Linked DNA regions of Mus musculus: all the other regions are linked to region 7. Evidence: chromatin contacts called from public promoter capture Hi-C data. All regions are on one chromosome and are shown on one strand. The core of a region is the stretch at or near the end of the contact, and the rest is flanking DNA. Distances in the headings are between cores, read along the strand shown. Region 1 holds the start of Frmd4b (FERM domain containing 4B). Region 2 holds the start of Uba3 (ubiquitin-like modifier activating enzyme 3). Region 3 overlaps Frmd4b (FERM domain containing 4B). Region 4 holds the start of Mrps25 (mitochondrial ribosomal protein S25). Region 5 overlaps Frmd4b (FERM domain containing 4B). Region 6 holds the start of Mitf (melanogenesis associated transcription factor). Region 7 holds the start of Kbtbd8 (kelch repeat and BTB (POZ) domain containing 8).

Region 1 (2,869 bases), core at 5-2,504, 2.4 Mb after region 7:
AGACTATGACTTTTCAAAAATCAAAGCTAGAGTCGCATATGGGACACTCTATGACAGATATAGTTCAGCCCTATTAGGAATAGGGTCAGGTTATGTGTAAGGAATTCAGAGAACTGTAACAAACTATCCCCAGGAAAGAAGCCCAGGTATGAATCTTCATAATTCAACAATGCAGTTTTTATTCTTTTATCTTAAAGGTATCCATCTCCCAGTCAGAGTACTTTTATATCCATTTACTACTGTTCACAAAAATCCAGGCAAGTTGCAATCCCAGAGAGGATGAATGGTCTCCTCATTGGGCAAAGTTGCTGCAGATTTTGCCTGCAAGATGGGGCCAGCCAGCAAAGCAATAAAGAGGCTGTGTTGTGCGACAGATTAAATCCAAGTGTAAGCATTCCAGCGCTCAGCCAAGCCACCCTTCCCTTCCCTAGCCTGTCAGCCTCCCACAAAGTGCTCCCAATCCGCCGCTGTCCTTCCGTCCCAAAGCCAGGCAACACAGAATCAGCTTTTCCTGGCTGTGCCCTGGAAGCAGGGGCTGCCTGGTGGAAAAGTGCAATAAAATCAAGAAGGAAGAAGACAAATTCACTAAGACATGCTCTGACAGCAAGCAATGACGGGAAATCATAGCTTCCGAAATGGCCACCTCCAATGAAATGAAATGAAATAAAACAGAAATAATCCTCTCAACCTCAAAGTCGCTTTCCACAAACGACGTGTTGCAAAGGCTATAAGCCCCTTTACTAGTGCCAGCAGGAACCTCCATCACGTTATAATATATGTTTGCTTGGGGTGGGGTGGGGGAGCGGATAACTCCCAAGTGCCCCCATGCCCAACTGAAAAAAAAAAATTATCAAGCCACAGTTAGCTAGAGCTGCTGAGGGCTTGACCCAAGCGCTAAGCTCCCCGCGAGGAGTTGAAAACAAAGATATGGGAAGCCTGAGGTTATGAAATCATACAGGTGGACCGGTCCTCAGTTGAGCGCCGGGCATCCCCGCAATGGCCCCAGGGCGCCAGCTCCTGGGCTCACCTGGTACACATCCCGCAGCCCGCACCACGTCCGCAGCACCTGGTGGCAAGCCCGCAGCCTCTCGGTGTACCATCTCCGCAGCGTGGACACGGTCAAGTTCCACACGAAGCGGCTGCCGCTGAACAGCAGGTCCTCCACTCCGCACATGAACACCGAAGCCATGCCGCTGCTTTCCCTCGGAGCCTGGATTCCGCGATCCTGGGCTCGCCACGCTCTGCTGTAGCTGACAGCCCCGGGGGTGGGGGGTGGGGGGTCAGATCTGCCACTGAACTCGCCTTTCACTGTGTGTCCCGGCCAGGTTGGGGCGGCATGCCCGGGGATTGGGTGCCCGCCAGCCAACGGCTGCGACTGGCACGGAGGCTGTGTCACCCCGCCCGCCCCCACCCAGCGCCAGCTTCCTAAGCTCCGCCAGGCCAGCCCTGGGTGCTCCCTGGGCGCGGGAAGCCCTGGCCAGTGAGGACTCCCCGCTGAGCTGCTCCTGGGCACAGGGCCGCAGGCAAAGCCCAGCAACTCTTTGCAAGCCTAGTAGGGAGCTGCATTTCAGCGCGCTTGCACACACACACACACACACACACACACACACACACACACACACAGAGAGAGAGAGAGAGAGAGAGAGAGAGACACACACAGACACACAATCACACACCTAGACCTAGCCCCGGGACACCTGTATTTTACTCTTTAAGGTCGCTCTGCCTTGCATCTTGCTCTGTCCACACCTCAGTGATAAACACCTCTGGGGAAGCTATAGAAGCAGAAGACCGGGAAGAAAAAAAAAATCCTGCAGCATCTCCCTTTAGATCTCACTCCCGAGAGAATTGTGCGTGTTTTCTTGGCTCTGCTGAAACCAGATGAAGAGCCTCAAAGCAACAGTGTGTACGCGCCTCCAGCCTCTCTTTGCTCCTAACTTGAAGGTCTCCAAGAAAATGCCAGCCTGCCTTGGCCACCAGCAAAGCAGGTTCCCTGATACCCTCGTGAGGCCAGTTTCAGGGCAGCTGTGGGCTCAGAAGAAAAACAAGGCTTCTTTGATCCTCTGGCAAACAGCATTCAGTTAAGACTCCCTAGGAACCAGAAGCTTCGAGAGAGGATCCCTGGTCAGTTTGTACAAAATTCTACCTCAGGATATACCGGGCCACAGATGGCATCACACATCCGACGGGGGAGCTCACTGCTCAAAAATAAATACGAAATAAGTACATGAATAGAAAAATAAAAACTCGTCCTCAGCTCCAGAAGCCCTGGGACAATTCGTGCTTTTTAAGGTCTCCACAGGGAATGATAAGTCTCTAAGGAGTTTGAAAAGGGAATCTAAGAAGTCCCACACACCCGAGTCTGTATTTTTCCTTGAGAATGTTTGCACATTGCAGTCCCCAGAATCCCATCCCATTTCCAGAGCAAGCTCACTGCAGCTGGGAAGCAATCCTAATTACACTCACTGGATCACGTGTACACAGACGTCTCTACACGAGAGGGAGGGGCCCAGCATCAAGGGGCGGAGTCAAGAGAAGGCAATGGGATGATTATGATCAAATGACATTATCCATGTGTGAAAGTGTCCTGAAGCCCATTATTATATAATTAATACATGATGATGAGGAGGAGGCGGAGGAGGAGGAAGAGATAAACAACCTACTGCCCCAGATTTCAGGATGGAGGTATTTCTCTCTGAATCTACCTTGTTGGACAATGGTGAGCATTTCATTGGTCGACTCACACCTGTGCTATTGTCTTTGCTATTAAGTGGCTGAGAGGTGAGATGCCAAAGCTTTTCTTCCGAACTAGCTCCAGAGGCCTCGGGACAGATTATCTGCCAGTCAGTCAGTTTCATTTCAGGTTTCA
Region 2 (2,828 bases), core at 64-2,563, 2.1 Mb after region 7:
TTTCCTGTAACCCCAAAGTTTCTACCTTCAAATATATTAGTGATTTCAATTGTTTACAAAAGGGACTAACATACATTGCATAGCTGATGTTCTGATGCAATGCTGGGTCTCACGCCATAACCAAGCACACTCTAGCTTTGAGAAGATTCCTTAACTGTCAGAAACTTCAGCTGTAGACTGCAACTACTTCTGATGGTCATGAGGTAAAGAGATCATCAGGTATTGAACTTAGGGGCTGCTCTTGGCAGACAGCAAGCGCTCAAACTTTGTTATTTCGTGCTGAGTTGGGAATTAAGCGGTGAGAAAGGGTGAGCCCTTGCATTTGAAATTCACCCATAGGGAGGGGCATGGAAAAGACCAAAGTACTACTGAGAGCTGACACAGAAATTATGAATCACCACACCCAATACACGAGTATTTTTTCCCCCTTCCCACGGAGGGCGGGGAGAGGAATCACGTAGGATTGGCCATATGAAAAGAATTTTAAAGTCTGCGGCATCAAAAAAAACTAAGTATTTAATACAGGTTGTGTGGTAAATGAGAGAGCAAGTGAGTTGCCGTGTCCTTTAAGACCCAATTACCTTGCAAAAATGACAAGTTTTAACACAATTCCTGATTCACGGAGTGTTCATAAAAAGTTTATGTGTACTATTGTCTCAGTGTTCATCAAGGACCCAAAACAGGCCTCGTGTCCATTTAGATTTAGATTGGATTCACTTGCCACAAGGTCACAGCTCTGACAATTTGGGTTGGAGGAAGAGGGGAGTACCGGGTGGCTTTTGCAGGAGCATAGCCAGGGAGCAGCCGGCCGGTGGCTCGAGCTGGGGACGGGGTCAGGGGTGAGGACGCGCGGCCTGCTCCAGGTGACCCCCTCCCAGCACCCTCGGGCCCGCTGCGGCTGGTCCCCTAGGCCTGGGATTAGGGGGAGGCGGGGGTCTCCGGAGAGGACCCCGGCCTCCCAGCAGCACTAACTTCTCAGCCAGCAGCTCCTCTATTCTCCTTCTTTTCTTCTCCCTAAAAGAAAGAGAGAATAAAAGAAGGGTCAGCATCAAGCTCCAAAGAGGGCGCCGCAAGGGTATGGGGGGCGAGGGGACGGGGAAGGGGTTGGGGGACCCCCGGCTGGCAGCGGTGACTGCCCACCGCCGCGCTCTCTCACAACCCAGCCCAACTCGGCGCTCCGGCAAAATCCCGATACTTACGGCTCCTCGCCATCCGCCATATTGTTCCCCGCCTCTTCCCAGAGGCCCTCGCGCCGAGCGGGTCCGCCCGGGAGGGGCGGGACTGCAGGTGAATGGAAGGAGGGAGAGCCGAGCCAGGGAGGAGGGGAGGAGCTTCAGGTAAGAAAGTGAGGGGGCGCGGCGGGGCGGGGCTTCAAACGGAGAGGCGGAGCTGGGGTTTGGGTTCCGAGGCTTTAGGAGGGAAAAACTGAGCAGGCGCGGAGGGGCGGGGTCCAGTGCTTTGAGACTGGGCTATTAGAAGGAGGAGCGAAGGCGGAGCCAGTACTAGAGGCGCGGCTTCAGGGGACGAGAGGGAGGGGCGGGAGCGTCTGGGAAAGCTAGTTGAACAGCGGGAAGCAGTGGCTAAATAGGCTGCTTAGGTCCCCTTAGGCTTTGCAAGCATTTCCCAGTGTATTTAAAATCTTTGATTAATTGTGCCTACTTAATATTATACCATCTATAATGTTGCTATGCCACATGAACTTAGATATGTTACTTATTTATACACTTATACGTTGACACATAATTGCATAAAATGTTCATATATTCTATTTAAAAACTAAAATAGCCACCCCAATATGCCAGTGCTTTTCTCCGGGAAAATTGGTGAAAGAAATTTCCGTTTTCCATATATCAGGAAGATTCAAAACCCTTGCTTTTATGGGCATGAAGTTTAAAGCATTAAATAGACATAGGGTGAAGAGTCTTATTTTCTTTGTGACACTTCAGTGTCACACCAGTCTGTCAGAAAACTAATCTGTTATACATATATACATCAAGATATATATTAGATAAATAAATGAATGATAGATAAGATAGATGATTAGGTATGAAAAGTATAGAGATTTATTTATAACCTGTCACTTGAAAGTGTTAATAAATGAATGAATTTTTGACTCTATTCTTCACAGTCATATATTGTATGTAAATGACTGATTCTGGTAGACAAGAAAGGAAAGAATAATTGTGTTAAACATATCACTTTTAGTAAAGTGAGATAAAAAAATTTAATATGTAAGTCTGAACTGAATTTAAACCCTTACTACTCAGCTATTAACTGTGAGCCCTTGGGTATTTCCAGATCCTCATTTGTAAAATGAGAATAACAACATTCACGATTTTAAGATTGAAAATTAAGTGAATTTTTAAGTGGCTCTCAAATATGGTTTTTGATTGGAATTACTTGAAGGTTACAAATGCCAGGTTTGAGTTTTATCACAAGAGGTGGTTTGTGGACACACTGTTTGAAAACCAGTGAAGTGCCCTGATATAGCTTCTAGGGTGCTCATTAAAGGGGGACGGGGGGGCTGCTACTACTCACTTGAGGCATGCAATCTACTTTGTCCTGCTCTCATTGAACCTTAAGGAAGGCTCATCTGTTACGATCCCCCAGCTACTTTCATCAATAGCACACATTGAGCTAAAAATTCAGTCATAACCAGACAGTGAGAAGAGGAAACTGAGCCTTAGAAATAGAACAAAAATAGCAGAAGAAGGAGAAGAAGAAGAAGAAGAAGAAGAAGAAGAAGAAGAAGAAGAAGAAGAAGAAGAAGAAGAAGAAGAAAGCCTGCAGGGAACCCAGGTTTAATTCCCAGCACCCACACAGTGGCC
Region 3 (2,780 bases), core at 211-2,710, 2.3 Mb after region 7:
TTAATGCCTTTCTTATTTCCTTGTCATAATCAATAAACTAACTCAGAACCACTCACTGTTCAGGGATGAGGGCAAAGCTCAGCAGTGGCGTGTTTGCTGAGAAAGTGCGAGGCACCGCACTTCATCACCAGGACTACAAACACACCAAGTAAAGCAGCCCCGTGCCTGAAGTCAGCGAAGGCTGTTGTCCAGCTCTTGGTTTTTGTATGATTGTGACCATTCAGAGTTGAGCTTCTTAACTCTCAGACACACACAGAAAAGAAACTAACATATGCAGATAGATTATTTTTATCAAGTGTGTTTATTTACCTACTTGATAGGTATTTAATGTTTCTATTTATTATTTGAGAATATCATGCAACATAATTTGAACAATACTCTTTCCCTTCTCCCCACTCCTCCCACCAGATCCTCCCTTAAAATAATGTTTTTAAAGTGGAGTATTTGTTGTATATGGTACTGGCTTTCATAAGGTCGTTTTCATGCAAGCATATGATGCGCTTTGAGTGCATGCCCCTTCCCCATTTCCTTCCCTATCCACCCCCTCACTAGTTCACTTGGGTCCCTAGACTGTTTCGGTCTCACTTTCGGGCCACATAGACACACACAATTTTACACCATGATTCTTTGTATGTGAGAGTGTGGGTACATGTGCCCATGGGTGTTCGCAGAGGGAGGACAAGGGCTAAGCATAGTTCTTCAGGTGCTGTCCACCTTGGTTTTTTGAGACAGTCTCTCACTGTCCTGGAGTATCCAGGTTAGGCTAGGCTGCTGGGCCAGCAAGTCCAAAGGTTCCACCCATCTCTGTCTCCCTAGCCCTGGGATCACAAGTAAGGGTTGGCATACATGTTTTGTCCTGCTTGCTGTTGTTTTGTTTGAGACAGGGTCTCTCTGTGGAGTCCTTGCACTCACTATGTAGACCAGATTGTCCTTGAACTCACAGAGAACTACTAGTTTCTGTCTCTGTAGTACAGAGTGCTGGGATTAAAGGTGTGCATCATTATGCTCAGCCCATGCATGGCTTTTATATATATATATATATATATATATATATATATATATATATATATATATATATAAAGTGTTGTGGGGATCAAAGTCAGGCTCAAGTACGCTCCCCAGGCCTACCTACATCATGTACGTTTATCATGTACTGTGTTCTCACAAGCACCCCATGAAATAAACAGTTTCAACTTTCTCTTTTATGGTTGAAACTGGACCCTCAAGAGTTTGAGAATAACTCATTGAGTTCCCAACAGGTAATGAGAGGCTGAGTCAACTCAACCAGGGGCTCACCAGATGACAGGAAAGGGCCAAGGCTGGGGTTGTAACTGCACAGATGGAAGTGTGGTGGGAACCACATCTTCTCCCTGGAAATGGTCTGAAGGTGCTTCTGCAACCAGTCCCTCCCGAGGGCCCAGAGAACACTGTCGAGTTCATGGCCACAGAGTCCCTCGGGTTATTTCTGCAGTTACTTCCTCTTTCTTGAAGACCAGTGGTTAGGCAGTATTTTTAGACATTGTGGTACAGTATCAATGAGTCCAAAAAGGAAAAAAGAAAGAGAAGAAAAAGACGAGGAAGGCACAAATGCTGGAAACAGGAAAAGTCACCAACGTATAACCAGGGTGTAACCAAGATGCGCTGTGGCAGGTCTGCAGCACAGGTTAGCCGCCCTCCACAGTGGAGTTGGAGAAAGTGGAAATTCTGGCGTTGGGCTTATGTGAGAAGCAGACAGCCTGTGGTCTGGAAACTTATAATAGTTCTGCCAACGGTTTTCTCCTTTCCTGAGAAAAACAGCCAATAGGGAGAGGCGGGGGCAGAGCGGCTTTCAAGAATTTTAAAAAGTAACGACATGGGCTGTCCGGGGAAGGGCTTTTCCAGATGAATGGCTGTGCTTGTGATGAACAGACACGCAGGCCACCGCTTAGTGCCCGAATAACAAGCCCAGCAAGCCTGACTCTGAGCCTCTGCAGGGCAAACGGATTCTGTATGTCACAAGGAAACACAGATAAACCTTAGAGGTCCCCAAACCCTCTCAGCCCCTATTCTGAGCACCCGGCTCTGCATCCATTCCTCAACTCCATTCAAACCTCTGATTGGTGTCTATCAGTCTCTCTGCTCTTTGCAATCCATGTTCAAACACAGTCTAAAGAAGTCCTCAGGGGACTCACAATTAGTAAAAACGGACTGTGTTAGAACCAGAGTCCTGGCCTGTCTCAAATTAGTTGGTAGAAAATATACCAGGGACAAAGGATTTAGAAAAGTTTACCAAATTGTGAAAAGTTCAGTTCATTTGGGCTTTTGGAAAAAATAACCTTTCCCACCCCTTGCCTCATTTCTTTCCTGCTTGCGTGTTTGTACTGGAGATGGAACCCAGGGCCTTTCACTCACTAGGCTAGTGCACTCCCAGTCCACTACTGCCCCAGTCCACAGAAACTTGAATCTCAAGACCCAGGCCTCATATCGTCACAGAAGAAACACCCCTCTCAGCCTAGAAGCTACCAGCACGCAGTCATGAACATGTCTTGTCTTGTTGCTATGTAGGCTCTGATTTTAGCCGGGTTTGTGGAGTCCCTCTGAAGTTTTATCATGGAATTAAATGTTAGCGAAATGAAACAAAATAAAAGCTGGGCGACCACAGGTTAGGAGAAGACGAGACTAGTCTTCCCCTCTACAAACAAACAAACTAAATAAAATTATCAAGCAGCAGGGGAAGGACGGGAGCAGGAGCCCTTTTCGAGAGGCTGTGTGATGGGACCAATGACAGCAGTGCCTGAGAA
Region 4 (2,951 bases), core at 160-2,659, 2.9 Mb before region 7:
AGACAGAGAGAGAGAGAGAGAGAGAGAGAGAGAGAGGTAAAAGGCCAGGTGTGAGCCCTTGCTTGCTGGCTCCAGGCTTACTGACCAGCCTAGCTGAATCCATGAAGCCCAGGCTGAGAGACCCTATTTCAAAAAGAAACCAAGTCAGCCAGCTCCTTAGAAACATTATCTTTGGTTGAATGCTAATGTATCCACACATACACAAACACAGGGTCGGGTGGGGTGGAGACCTTTAAGTAATTACATCAACACAAAACTTGAAAAAGTGAAAGAACTGCTTCTGGGGAGGAAACACTGCCCTGAAAGCTCCACAGCACACCACCCAAAAGCTTGAAGGCAGAACTTGTCAGCAAGTCTCTGTCTTCCCATCCCAAAGCACAGAGCCTTGTGCCCACAAACCAGATAGATATAGATGCACCTACTGGATCAAATGGGCACAAGGTCAGCACCTGTTGCACTCTGCCAGGCACTTTATTCTCCAGCAACCCCACACCACCACCAACACACTGATGTTGTGGTGTTCCGCCTAGGAAAAATGCTGTCAGAAGTTGAGAGAACTTGTGTGATCCCAAGGTCATACAACTAGTTAAGAGGCCTTTGCATATGCATAAACTCCTGACAAGTGGGGAGTAGAGCCCGAACCCTCTGGTCCACCGAGAGGGTTCCAGAGAGCCCTCACCCCAGCAGATCCCAGGCTAGCAAATCTTAGGTCTTGGGGGTCAACTTGACCAGAGAAAATGGCTTGAAGGCGGCTTCTGGCTCTCATGAAGTCAAGGTCTTTGCCACAGGGGCCACTCTCCACCTTGAAAATTATTCTCTTCTCTCTTTCTGATCCGTTCTACAAATCCACTTCTATCTACAGTCATGTTTATCCCGTACTGTGGAAAATCCCAGTACTGAACCCAGCGTTTTGGGCGCTCAATAAATGTGCAGTAAGTTCGGAAGGGTCCAAAGCATTGCTCAGAGATGATAAACGGGTCAATGAAACCTTTCATTCATCAAGTGTCCTAAGCAGCAGCAAGCCATGCTGTGCACAGGTGCGGAAACTTACTACTCCGCTCCCAAGGCGTTCCCCGCGCCACAGCCTCGCACAAGGGGCCAGCCTTCCAGCCGCAACCCATCCCTCCGGTGGAGGAGCACTCGGGTTTCTATCGGGGATCAGTCGGGATGCCCTCCACTGCCTCAGCTTCTTTCACTGAACCCCGAGGGCTGTGACCCACACTGACCTGGCGCCTTCGCCCAGTTCCCCATACGTGTTGTAGTTCACGGTCATGATCTTCACAGACTCCTTGAATACCACGTCCCCGCGACCCAGGTACTGCAGCGTACGGCGGATCGGGAAGCGACCCTTCATCGGCATGGTGGAAGTCAGGAACTCCTCAAGCCGCGGACCAGCGCGGCTCCGGGAATCTTGGGAGGCACTTCCCGGCGGCCAGCGCGGCCGCGGGGCAGCCTGGGACTCGTAGTTTGGGCCCGGGCTCGCAGCCGCCTCAGCGTTGGGAATCAACCTGTCGTTTTTGTCTTCACAGAAACCAATTATCTTCTCCCAAGATCTCCAGTTCTGAAGTGAAGAGCTTGACGGAAAAGTCGCTGTTGATTCAAAGGGAAAACTTATTTGCAAAGGAGGAAAGAGTGGCTTGCTCTGGCGCGTCAGGGTCTGCCTCAAAGGACTCTGCTTAGAGGAGGGGGTCGTTCGCTTGTTAAGAGTGGTTGTGACAGATATGACAAGTCAACAATCAACATGTCACTCTGCGCTGCATTTTTTTTTTTAGGATTTATTTTTACCTTACTGTTTTGCTTGTGTGTTGTGGCTGTGCACCACATACACGCAGTGCCCGCAGAGGCTGGAAGAGGGCGTTGGGTCCCCTGAAATTGACCTTACAGAGCTGTGAACTGCCATGTGGGACCTCTAAAAGAGCAGCAAGTGCACTGAACTGCTAAGCCATTTTTCCAGCCCCACTGTAATTTTTAATCGCTGTTTATGGCTGAAATTAATTTTTCTATAGGATTCTCAAGATTTTTTCCCTTTGTAATTATGTAAATTTTCAACTGACTTCCCAGGCTTCATAGATGAACTGTCTACTGATAAGCCCATTAGAGCATTTTTCATCTGTTAATCTTTTATTCTAGTATTTTTTTTTCAAAACTTAAGTGTTCTTTCCTCTGCTCAAATAATCCAACAATTCTAGACATGTCCTGTGCACACATGAAGGCTGGGGGAAAAGTGTCCTGCTGTGTTTCTGTTCTCTTAGTAAGCTCCAGCAATTGGGATTGTAACCCACACTTCTGGGGTTACAGGCACAGATGATCTCACCTAGATTTTTACATGGATCCTGGGATCAGAACTCAGACCCTCAAGTACTCTTACCCACCGAGCCATCTCCCCAGCTACCAAATTGTAAATTGTTTTAGTTTTTTTTTTTTTACTTTATGTCTATATTTTTTAAAAGATTTATTAATTTTATTTATGAGTACACTGTAGCTGTCTTCAGACACACCAGAAGAGGGCATCGGATTCCATTACAGATGGTTGTGAGCCACTATGTGGGTTCTGGGAATTGAACTCAGGACCTCTGGAAGAACAGTCAGTGCTCTAAACCACTGAGCCATCTCTCCAGCCCCTATGTATGAGTGTTTTGCCTGCATATATGTGAACACATCACTAATAAGCTTCAGCTATAACTACATGTCTGAAGAGGAAGGTAAGCTTCTAGAGCATACCCTTGAGAGTGCAGCAGGCGGCTGCAGGGTATCTAATCACACTGTGAGCCCCACAATGGTGTTACTTACTGGAAAAACCTTTTTTAGTTGTGGTATGGCTCAGTCTCAGCACACACCTTTAATCCAAGAGCTGCTTCAATACTGTAAACGGGATTAAATAAAGTCAACCGTAGATCAAGAGGAGGAACAGCCAATTAACAGGAAATGGACATAGGATTATTAAGAGAAAA
Region 5 (2,830 bases), core at 66-2,565, 2.3 Mb after region 7:
TAAATGGCAGCAAGCTTTGCAGTAAAGAGAGGAGTACTTCCCTTCAGATTTCAGTCCCAAGAATGTGTTTGGTTCAGTTCAAATGTGCTCAGGCAGCAAACACACACACACACACACACACACACACACACACACACACACACACACACAGGGGTGCTGTAGGGAAATCAGAAATCAGCTTGGAAAACATCATGGTCCAAGCCTCAACTGATTGGACTTTGTGGCCCTGGAGGAGAGAAGCAGCCACCGGATCTGAAACCTGACTGTCTGGGACAAGCATCTCTTCCATACATACTGTCTTCTGTTCTTCATTGATGGCAATCGACAACCACGTGGAGTGCTCATTTCTTAAGTTTTCGTTCATGACAAGGACTATGACATTGGTTCTTCACAAGGTGCCAGGCACCAGAGCTGGTATTATGGGTGTTCAGATTAGCATTGTGGTTGCACAGGATCCCAGACTCATTAGGACCTCATGCTTGATGTGTTTCTTCTTTACCACGGCTCTTTTCCCCCCTTTGAGATAGTTTCTCTGTGTAGCTCTGGCTATCCTGGACTTCACTCTGTAGACCAGGCTGAACTTGAACTTAGAGATCTGACTGTCTCTGCTTCCTAAGTGCTGGAATCAAAGGCATGCTCCACTACCACCCAGCCATTATACTTCTTCTTCTTCTTCTTCTTTTTTTTCCATTACACTTCTTAATACTATTGTTATTATTTTGTGTTGATTGGGCTCAAACTAAGGGCTGTGTGTTGGCTGGGCAAATGTTCTACTTGTCAAGTACATCTCCAGCCCTTGTATTTTTGAGACAGAGTCTCAAACGTCTTGTCTTGAACACGTGACCCTCCCTCCCTCTGCCTCCCAAATATGGGAGTTACAGGTCCTGCCATGCTTGACTCTTGTTGAATAAGGAGTTGTGTGTTTTCCTTTTGCATAGGGACTCTCTGCCTGGCATTGTGCTGAGCAGGAGAGGCAAGGACTATGACCACAAGTCATGATAAAAATGAGGGCCAAGGACCCTGCCCAAGGCAGCTGCTTGCAGGGACGTGGGCTGAGCATAAAGCGTGTCTACTATGCTCAGGGCTACGCAGTATGGCACCTGGGAAGCTCTCAGCAGCTACTGAATGAAAAAGAACTTCTGTTTAAAAAGGAAAATCACCAACTACAGAAAATGAATTCATAAGTTCCTAAAACTGGGGCTGATAACACTGAAAGTTTATTTAAGGTCTCCCTGCGATCACATGCTACAACCGTTGGACTGGACAGTACGCCGTGTCCAGGAAAAACAGCTCCGATGGAAAAATCTGTTACTCATGTTCTCCTCCAGGCAGAAAAAGAGGGAACTTTCTTGCACAGGGCGGGTTCTTGCTTTCTTAACCACAAATGGAAAAGCCGAGGTGAAAAGCTTGGGGGAGAGCGGCAGGCATCCGGGCTTCTCAGGACTGTCTTACAGCAAGAGGCCAAAGGCACGTGCGGCACTGGACACAAACTGTAAAATCTAATAACTTCCTCATGTTTGGAAAAATAAAGACAAAGAGGCCTTTGAACACCGTGTTTGAAGTCCACTTCACACACAGGGACAGAGACCCAGAGCACTCAGTGCTAGGAGCCTCCCAGCTGGGGGTAAGAAAACGGACTCTGCACCCAGGGTCCGGATTCCCAAGCAGGGACTTTCACAGAGGTTGCACAGACAATGCGAAGAAAGTGGCATGACCTTCCACGCAGCCTTCAATCTCACTTCCTTCCTGGCTTTCTGCAGAATCTGATTTTTTTTGTTCTGTTTCGGTTTCCCCTTTCTCTGCCCATTTGCAGTGCTTTGAAAAAAAAAAACTATCCCCTCCTCTTTCTCCTACCCCTCCTCCTCTCCCCTCTCCTCCTCCTCTTCCTCCTCTACTTCTGACACAGGGGTCTTCTCTATATAGCCAGGCTAGCCTTAAGTTAGAGTTACTCCTATCTAAAATGATTTTTTTTTAACGAAGGAAGACTTTATTTAGGGTACACACAGTGGCTGAACTGGCATCACTCACTGTATCCGTTTCTGCACACACCTTTTAATCTGGCCACTCTTGAGACATCTAAATCAGTAGTTCTCAAATCTGTGGCTCTCGACCCCCGCAGGGTCATATAGCAGATATCCTGCCTATCAGATGCTTACAGTACGCTTCATAGGGCAAAATTACAGTTATGAAGTAGCAATGAAATAATTCTATGGCGGGGGCGGGGGTCACCACAACATGAGAAACTGTGTTAAAGGGTCACAGCATTAGAAAGGTTAAGAGCCACTCTCTTTATTATTCCCTCCTTTCTGTCCTCTGGGTCATTGTAAACCAAATCTACAACTCTGGGTAATTTTGTCTGTAAAGATTTCAATATAAAAGATCATGACATTGTTTTTAAATATAAACCCAGATAACTAAAAGAAAAAAAATCTCACTATCTTCACATATCTGTTAAGAGTTCAGATTTCCAATTGATTGATAATGTTCCTTATTTGCTTATTTTTGGGTCAAGGTCTCACTATGTAGTACAACTTGGCCTCAAACTCATGACTACCCTGCCCCAGCCTCTGGAGTACTAGGATTATAAATGTATTTGACTGCATCTGTTTCCAATTCTTTCCCTCTCCTTCTCGCCTTACATCTCCGTCTCCCTCTTCTTCTCTGTCTGAGTCAGGGTCTCTCTATCTCTCTATATAAGCCCTAGCTATTCTGGAACTATCTATGTAGAAACACTGGCTTTGACCTCACAGAGATCTGTCTGTCTTTGCCTACAGAATGTGCTGGGATTAAGGGTGTATACTACCATGGGTGGCCTCACTCCTCCCCAAAC
Region 6 (2,910 bases), core at 203-2,702, 2.7 Mb after region 7:
TCCAAGGAGATGCCCAACCATCAGTGTAGACCTTTTAGGATCATCATTTAGTTTATCAACTCCTGAAAGTGAAAAATACACAGAAGAGATGCAAGCTTGCCAAGAATGCCTCCAAGATACACAAAAGAAAGCCAAAATTAATCATCACTGAGCAGCTTTTAAAAAATTCTATGTATGTATTATGTGTACCTGCACCTGCATTCAGCTGTCAGGAGACAGATTGCAGTAGTTAATAGTTCCATTCTTCAGTCATGTGTGTCCTGAGGACCAATTGCAGGTTGTCATGTTTGCAAATAAGTAAATTTACCGACTGAGCCATTTTGCCTGCCCCTAGTGTATACAAATTGCAAGTAATTCTTTCCTTACTTTTGACCTTGCAACACCATCTCAAATAGGTTTCCTAATCTCTTCTTTCATAGATGAGGAAATTAAGGCTTCTAGGAATCCAATGGACATGTCTAAGATTACACAGGATTTCTTAGAAGAACTAGGAATTTCTGCCATCTTAAAATGCCACCCTTAACTCCAATGTCTCAAAGCACTCGTTGATGTTTTATACAACATGAAGAGTCCTGCTGGAACTAACCAGAAGACAGGTCTGAACATACAAATGAGCTAAAGTGCGGTCATTTAATACATCACCTAGCCGAGTACCTTGAAGCTGCACCGGCTTGCAATGTTAGGACAATCTCATCTGAACTCCCAGCCAACTGAGAAATTGAAAGCAGACGGTGGTGGTGGTGGTGAAGCTGTTTGGTAACTTGATGTCTTTTAAAATTAACTGAATCCTTCAAGTGCTGCTTTAGATTAGAGGTGACTAATTGGATAAAAGGAAAGGAGCCTTTCAACTGATGAAGAGTATTGTGGGAGCTTATACTGAGTTCCAGAAAAAGAACGCACAAGAACAACTCCTCCAATAATGCTTTCATTATAAAAGTGAAGTTTCCAACACTCTGTTTCAATAGAGGACAAAATGATGTGTCGCTGCAGTCCAGAAGAGCTCGGGGGCTAATAGAAAGTCCTTTTATTTTAAAAATGGGTTTTAACTCTGACCGAAACTTTCTAGTTTCAAAACCCCTTAGTGTTTTATTTTTTAAATGAACGCTCGGCGTGTCCTCGCAGATGTCTAAACCAGGAGGGACAGTAGAAGCCCAGGCTGAGTTGTTCTTATTAATATTAAACAGCCAGGTCTGTATCCTTGAAGCAAACCGGAGAGACACGGAGAGGAGCTGCTGACATTGACAAGGAATCCAAACAGGACTTGCACTATCCGTGTACACCACGTTGTCTCTCCCCGGTTTGACCTTCTGGGAGTTGTAGTTTTTGCGGAAGCTGATATCCTGGAGAGCTGGTGTGCTCTGCCCAGGCGGAACCACAAATCCCAGGGCGCACCGGGCTCAGCCCCTCCCGCTCTGGTGTGAGAGTAAACTCACCGCGCCGGGGCGGGCGGCCGGCTAGCGGGCTGAGTGGGGCACTGCGCGGGGCGCGCGGCTTGGGGTACCCGAGGCCCCCCATCTTTCTCAGGTGCCCGGGTTCTGGTCCAAGTCCCAAGCAGTGGAAGGCGGGCAAGAGGGAGTCATGCAGTCCGAATCGGGAATCGTGGCGGATTTCGAAGTCGGGGAGGAGTTTCACGAAGAACCCAAAACCTATTACGAACTCAAAAGTCAACCTCTGAAGAGCAGGTGAGTGGTGACAGCTGGAGGGAGGCGCGGCAGGAGGCCCATGGGCCCCGCGCCTGCTACCCTGGGAGGAGAACAGTCAGTCTGGATAGCTCTAGGACAAGGACCCCGTGCCCTTGCCTTGGGGTACAGGGCGACCTGGCCCCTGGCATTTAGGGTCCCGCTTACAGACGACTTGCTTGCATCCCAGGGTATCTGACAGTGGCATTTTGGGGACACCGCGAGTCTCTTGGGATGGCTCATCCAGACGTGGGGACCCTCGGCTGCAGATGCCAGCTGCTGAGCTAGATGGGGGCTGGGGCGGTACCCGGCGCGAGGTGGGGTAGGAGGAGCACCGGACAGGGACTGTGATCTGGTGCTACCAAGAGCAATTTTTCTGAAGCTCCCTAGCAGGCTGAGGGGCTCAGGAGAGGGGGATCTGATGCTCCAGGGCAGCGATGAACTGGCCTGGAGGTCTTCCCTTGTAGACCAGCCCCTCTGGGAGATACTACTCAGAGAGGCCTCTAGGTGAAGTTCACCTGAGCTTCACCTTTCACCTGCCACAGGACAGCACCGAGGAGGTGTGTGTGTGTGTGTGGGGGGGGGGGGTGAATAAAAGGAGGGGAGGAGGTTGTGGGTGGGCGTGTCTCTCAAGCTGGGCAAGCTGTCTGGAATAGAAGTCTTTACAAATGCAAGAAGGAAGGAAGGAAGGAAGGAAGGAAGGAAGGAAGGAAGGAAGGAAAGAGAGAAAGAAAGAAAGAAAGAAAGAAAGAAAGAAAGAAAGAAAGAAAGAAACAAACAAACAAACTACCTTAGAGGTCTGTGGTGGTTGGGAATGCTCTCTTGGCACCTACACACATTTAATTCTCCAGGCGCTTCAAGAACTTTGGGCCTAGAGTGAAGATGTTCTCTAGTCTGGTGCCTCCCAACTCTTCAGTACCTCTGCAGTATCCTAATCCCTCACGCCACCCTCCATTGCTACTTGCCTGGCAGAATCGGTTATCACTCTCTTTGGTCCCTCTGGACCCTTGAAGTGCTTCTTATTTGTCATGTTTACAGAGAGGGGGATAGTCACTGGAATCTGTGACTTTATTTCCACCCTTTCAGTTGTGCGATGAAGTAAGGCTAACATCATCACCTGGTGCATCAATTGTCTAGGGTCTAGATGAGTGAGGTTCCCCTGGTAGAGGGGCAGAGGGACTCACTTTCAGGGGCCAGGAAGGCAGAATTGAGGGGTGGAATCTTTGGTTTG
Region 7 (3,061 bases), core at 482-2,981:
ACTTTGTTTAAATTTCTAACGTACCTAGGGAATAGAACTACTTTAAATCATTCCCACTCTATCAGTCACAGGTAAAATTTCAAGACCCCTTTAACAAGGTCACCTGGAGTTGGTGATGAGGCTCCCTGGGAGCTGGTAGTGTGCATGCATGGTGCCTGTGGTTCAATTTACAGCAATATACTAAATACATAAATAAAAAATAATAAAATATTCAACTGCTTGACCTAATGCTAGGAAAGTTACTACTGTGAACTAAGTCTCTACTGAAGCTTCCTTCCCATTCACTGATAAAGGGGTATCTGCAAGTATTTGTTCACTTCGCTTTCCATTCATCTTTTAAGTTTCTACAACTTGTCAGAGCATCCTGTTAGATGCCAGAAACAGGATGAGGAAATCAGAATAGATAACAAGGTGGCTGGGGAGATGGCTCCGTGATTAAAGTGCTTGCCATGCCGAGAGAGAGAGAGAGAGAGAGAGAGAGAGAGAGAGAGAGAGAGAGAGAGAGAGAGAGAGTTAATATCTCTGGGTTTCGATTGAGAGACCATGCTTCACTGTATAAGGTAGAAAAGCAGCGTTGTAGGATTTCTGACACCAATCTCCGGCCTCCACGTGCACCTGCACCGCCCCCCAACATGTACATCCACTCGTGCAAACAAAACAAAACAAAACAAAACACCAAACCACAGATACAAATGCACACACACAGAGACTCAGACAGACAGACAGACAGACAGACACACACACACACACACACACACAATAGGAGAAGAAAAAAAAATAGGTCAACAATAAAACCCCTGCTTTCTTGCAAAAAACTATGAAGTAGACTGAATGCCGAGTGCTCGCTGTTATAAGAGAGGTTCAAGGGCTGGAAGAGCTTGTGCAAGAGCCAGGGTTGAGCACGGTCCAGAGGAGCGCCAGGCTCAGCCTCTCTCCAGCATCTCTTCACAGGAAAGCCGGAGGCCCTCTTCACGTTCAAGAAGCCCAGGGGAAATCAATTATCCGAGTCTCCCTTGAGTACTCGAGCGCTCTTCGGTGTGACAGGTGTTTCCTGGTGTGCTAGAAATGCAAGCCAAGTGGATTCAGGTCCTGAGTGGCCATGTAACCAGACCCAGTTGATCTGTGAAAAGCGGGGCATGTGGCTAAGGGGATGCAATTTCAAGTGGGCGTTACAGGTGACTCATCAGAGACCTATCGATGGTGTGTGTGTGTGTGTTGGGGGGGGGGGGGTTGTCTTATATCCTTTGTATTTTTGGATAACAGCCCTCCTGACCATTTCCAACTTTTCGGAGTTTCATAGCCCTCGTGCAGAGCGCGTTTTCATACCAGAATCTAGTCACGGATAGGGAATTTGGGGTATGAAGACAATTATTTTTAAAGTGGAGTCGAGACTAGGAGAGAGGCCCTTGCCGGGGAAATTTGCTCAATAAGAGCTTTTCCTACCTCACTCCTCAGAGTGACAGTTCGCCTCAGCCAGATGACTACATTTCCCAGCGGGCGCTGTGCATCTCAAGGCACAGGCTGGCGGGCTCGGGGCGCTCCTCCGCCCAGCTAGCCAATAGAAATGCTCGGCTTGGGCCTCTGTCCGACTAGGAGCACGCGGGAACGGGGGCCTTAAAACTACATTTCCCGACGCGCTGGTAATCGCGCACTGACCAATCAGAGCCAGGTATTTTGAGGCTCGGGGAGGAGCCGACTCGGTCAGCCACCCTCATTGGCTAGGCAACGCTTAGCAGAGCCGGAACCCGGGAGCGAGCGAAACGCAATGACATTTCCTCTTTAAATAACCGGAGCCGGGGCCCCTGTAGTAATGGCCGCGTCGGCAGGTGGGTGGCGTGGTGCGGCCGCCCGCAGTGTCGGAGGAGGGAAGCAGGAGCGCGGGCGCCGGCCACAACCTGAAGCGGCGGCCTTAAGGCGGGAGGGAAGGATGGAGAGACGGCGGGCGCGGAGGCGAGGATGAATGGGGAGGAGGGCGGTGGGCGGCGCGCCCGCGAAGATGGGGCGTCTGGGTACCGGCCGCCCGCGAGGCGGTTGAGGGGTGCCCTGGCAGTCGCCCTCGATCGCGCTGCCCTCGGGAGCCTTCCGTCCCGCGCTCGACCCGGAGCCGAGTCCCCGCGCATCGCCGCCGCTGCCGGCTCGGCTGGCTCGCCTCACACGCTCCCTCCGCGAGCGCGGCGGTCCGGGCTCGCCGGGCTCCGGAGGAGCGCGCCGGCCTGGGAACTTGTTCGCCCTTGTTGAGCTCTCGGCTCCTAGAGCCTGTGTCGGCGCTCCTGTGCCCACACACGGACGTTTGTGTACGGGGTGGGGGGGAAAAAAACCCACGATGCCGTAAACTGGCTTCGAACTTCTTGTGGTTGTGCGATTTTTCTCCTAGATTTAAGTAAGTCTTCCCCAACACCGAATGGGATTCCATCTTCAGACACAGCCAACGATACCATGGATCCTTTCCATGCTTGCAGTATTCTTAAGCAACTCAAAACAATGTACGATGAAGGACAGTTGACAGACATTGTAGTGGAAGTGGATCACGGGAAAACATTTTCCTGTCATAGAAACGTTCTTGCTGCAATCAGCCCCTACTTCAGGTATGACGACGGTAGAAACTTATATATTACTATCCGTACAAGACTCCCTTTCAACCCAGTGTTAGCCACTTGATTGTGGTACTGAGTTGGGACAAATACATAAAGGCAAACCAGGTGTTTATTTTCTGAGAGTAGGTAACAGGTCTTGCTTGTCTTACTAATGAGCCCCTGTTTTGAGGTGGGATTCCAGAGTTTAGATAGTTGGATTTTAAGTTAGTGGACTTGTGAGGTATTCATACTATGTATGCTGCCAGCCACATTTGAAAAAAATTATAATGCTTTAAAATTAAAATCAGTGGCGACACTAAAACATGTCACGTGCACAGACAACTAAGTGTGGCTGGTGGCTGCTGTACTGGGCAACGGGGATATACAGTGTTTCAATCAATCATTGAAATGATCTAGAATTTTAAATATTTCTGATGTTTCCCCACCCCCCACCCCCGGTTTTTAGTACATAGGACTTTTTTTTTTTT

What was found. Promoter capture Hi-C pulls out the DNA fragments that hold promoters and counts their contacts.
Region 1: a promoter capture Hi-C map of pre-B cells shows a contact between it and region 7. The contact joins the promoter of Frmd4b here to the promoter of Kbtbd8 in region 7. A contact is called at or near these places in 4 of 39 promoter capture datasets (3T3-L1-derived adipocytes, hippocampal neurons, liver and 1 more) and 1 of 9 other capture datasets (liver).
Region 2: a promoter capture Hi-C map of pre-B cells shows a contact between it and region 7. The contact joins the promoter of Uba3 here to the promoter of Kbtbd8 in region 7. A contact is called at or near these places in 14 of 39 promoter capture datasets (the 3T3-L1 cell line, 3T3-L1-derived adipocytes, the C10 cell line and 9 more), 5 of 484 Hi-C or Micro-C datasets (B cells, the Ba/F3 cell line, CD4 T cells and 2 more), 8 of 115 datasets of contacts at active chromatin or transcription factors (astrocytes, embryonic forebrain, embryonic stem cells and 3 more) and 3 of 9 other capture datasets (adipose tissue, embryonic stem cells and liver).
Region 3: a contact with region 7 is called in a promoter capture Hi-C map of pre-B cells. The contact joins the enhancer-like site here to the promoter of Kbtbd8 in region 7. A contact is called at or near these places in 5 of 39 promoter capture datasets (the 3T3-L1 cell line, the C10 cell line, liver and 2 more) and 1 of 115 datasets of contacts at active chromatin or transcription factors (large pre-B cells).
Region 4: a promoter capture Hi-C map of liver shows a contact between it and region 7, with 4 times the contacts expected there. The contact joins the promoter of Mrps25 here to the promoter of Kbtbd8 in region 7. A contact is called at or near these places in 2 of 39 promoter capture datasets (liver and pre-B cells).
Region 5: a promoter capture Hi-C map of pre-B cells shows a contact between it and region 7, with 6 times the contacts expected there. The contact joins the enhancer-like site here to the promoter of Kbtbd8 in region 7. A contact is called at or near these places in 3 of 39 promoter capture datasets (hippocampal neurons, liver and pre-B cells), 1 of 115 datasets of contacts at active chromatin or transcription factors (large pre-B cells) and 1 of 9 other capture datasets (embryonic stem cells).
Region 6: a contact with region 7 is called in a promoter capture Hi-C map of pre-B cells, with 9 times the contacts expected there. The contact joins the promoter of Mitf here to the promoter of Kbtbd8 in region 7. A contact is called at or near these places in 1 of 39 promoter capture datasets (pre-B cells), 2 of 484 Hi-C or Micro-C datasets (CD4 T cells and regulatory T cells), 2 of 115 datasets of contacts at active chromatin or transcription factors (astrocytes and large pre-B cells) and 1 of 9 other capture datasets (adipose tissue).

The regions. Positions count from the first base shown.
Region 1 is chr6:97,486,566-97,489,434 of GRCm38.p6, forward strand. It overlaps Frmd4b (FERM domain containing 4B), which reads right to left and starts at 1,255. Exons shown (of 23, transcript NM_001346637.1): 1 at 1,028-1,255. The coding sequence starts at 1,189.
Region 2 is chr6:97,204,334-97,207,161 of GRCm38.p6, forward strand. It overlaps Uba3 (ubiquitin-like modifier activating enzyme 3), which reads right to left and starts at 1,314. Exons shown (of 18, transcript NM_011666.3): 1 at 1,200-1,314; 2 at 973-1,014. The coding sequence starts at 1,219.
Region 3 is chr6:97,437,676-97,440,455 of GRCm38.p6, forward strand. The region is part of intron 1 of Frmd4b (FERM domain containing 4B); the gene reads right to left. Among named protein-coding and RNA genes, the nearest start is that of Frmd4b, 49 kb to the right of the region's middle. Within about 2 kb of position 1,461, at least 82 of the 459 cell types and tissues checked have an H3K27ac peak or open chromatin away from gene starts, as enhancers often do. A contact at or near this core is called in pre-B cells, where this site is marked.
Region 4 is chr6:92,182,614-92,185,564 of GRCm38.p6, forward strand. It overlaps Mrps25 (mitochondrial ribosomal protein S25), which reads right to left and starts at 1,410. Exons shown (of 4, transcript NM_025578.4): 1 at 1,227-1,410. The coding sequence starts at 1,360.
Region 5 is chr6:97,462,671-97,465,500 of GRCm38.p6, forward strand. All of the region lies in intron 1 of Frmd4b (FERM domain containing 4B), which reads right to left. Among named protein-coding and RNA genes, the nearest start is that of Frmd4b, 24 kb to the right of the region's middle. Within about 2 kb of position 1,316, at least 111 of the 459 cell types and tissues checked have an H3K27ac peak or open chromatin away from gene starts, as enhancers often do. A contact at or near this core is called in liver and pre-B cells, where this site is marked.
Region 6 is chr6:97,805,606-97,808,515 of GRCm38.p6, forward strand. It overlaps Mitf (melanogenesis associated transcription factor), which reads left to right and starts at 1,453. Exons shown (of 10, transcript NM_001113198.1): 1 at 1,453-1,682. The coding sequence starts at 1,579.
Region 7 is chr6:95,116,149-95,119,209 of GRCm38.p6, forward strand. It overlaps Kbtbd8 (kelch repeat and BTB (POZ) domain containing 8), which reads left to right and starts at 1,732. Exons shown (of 4, transcript NM_001008785.5): 1 at 1,732-1,826; 2 at 2,375-2,585. The coding sequence starts at 1,811. It overlaps Kbtbd8os (kelch repeat and BTB (POZ) domain containing 8, opposite strand), which reads right to left and starts at 1,483. Exons shown (of 2, transcript NR_153843.1): 1 at 1,444-1,483.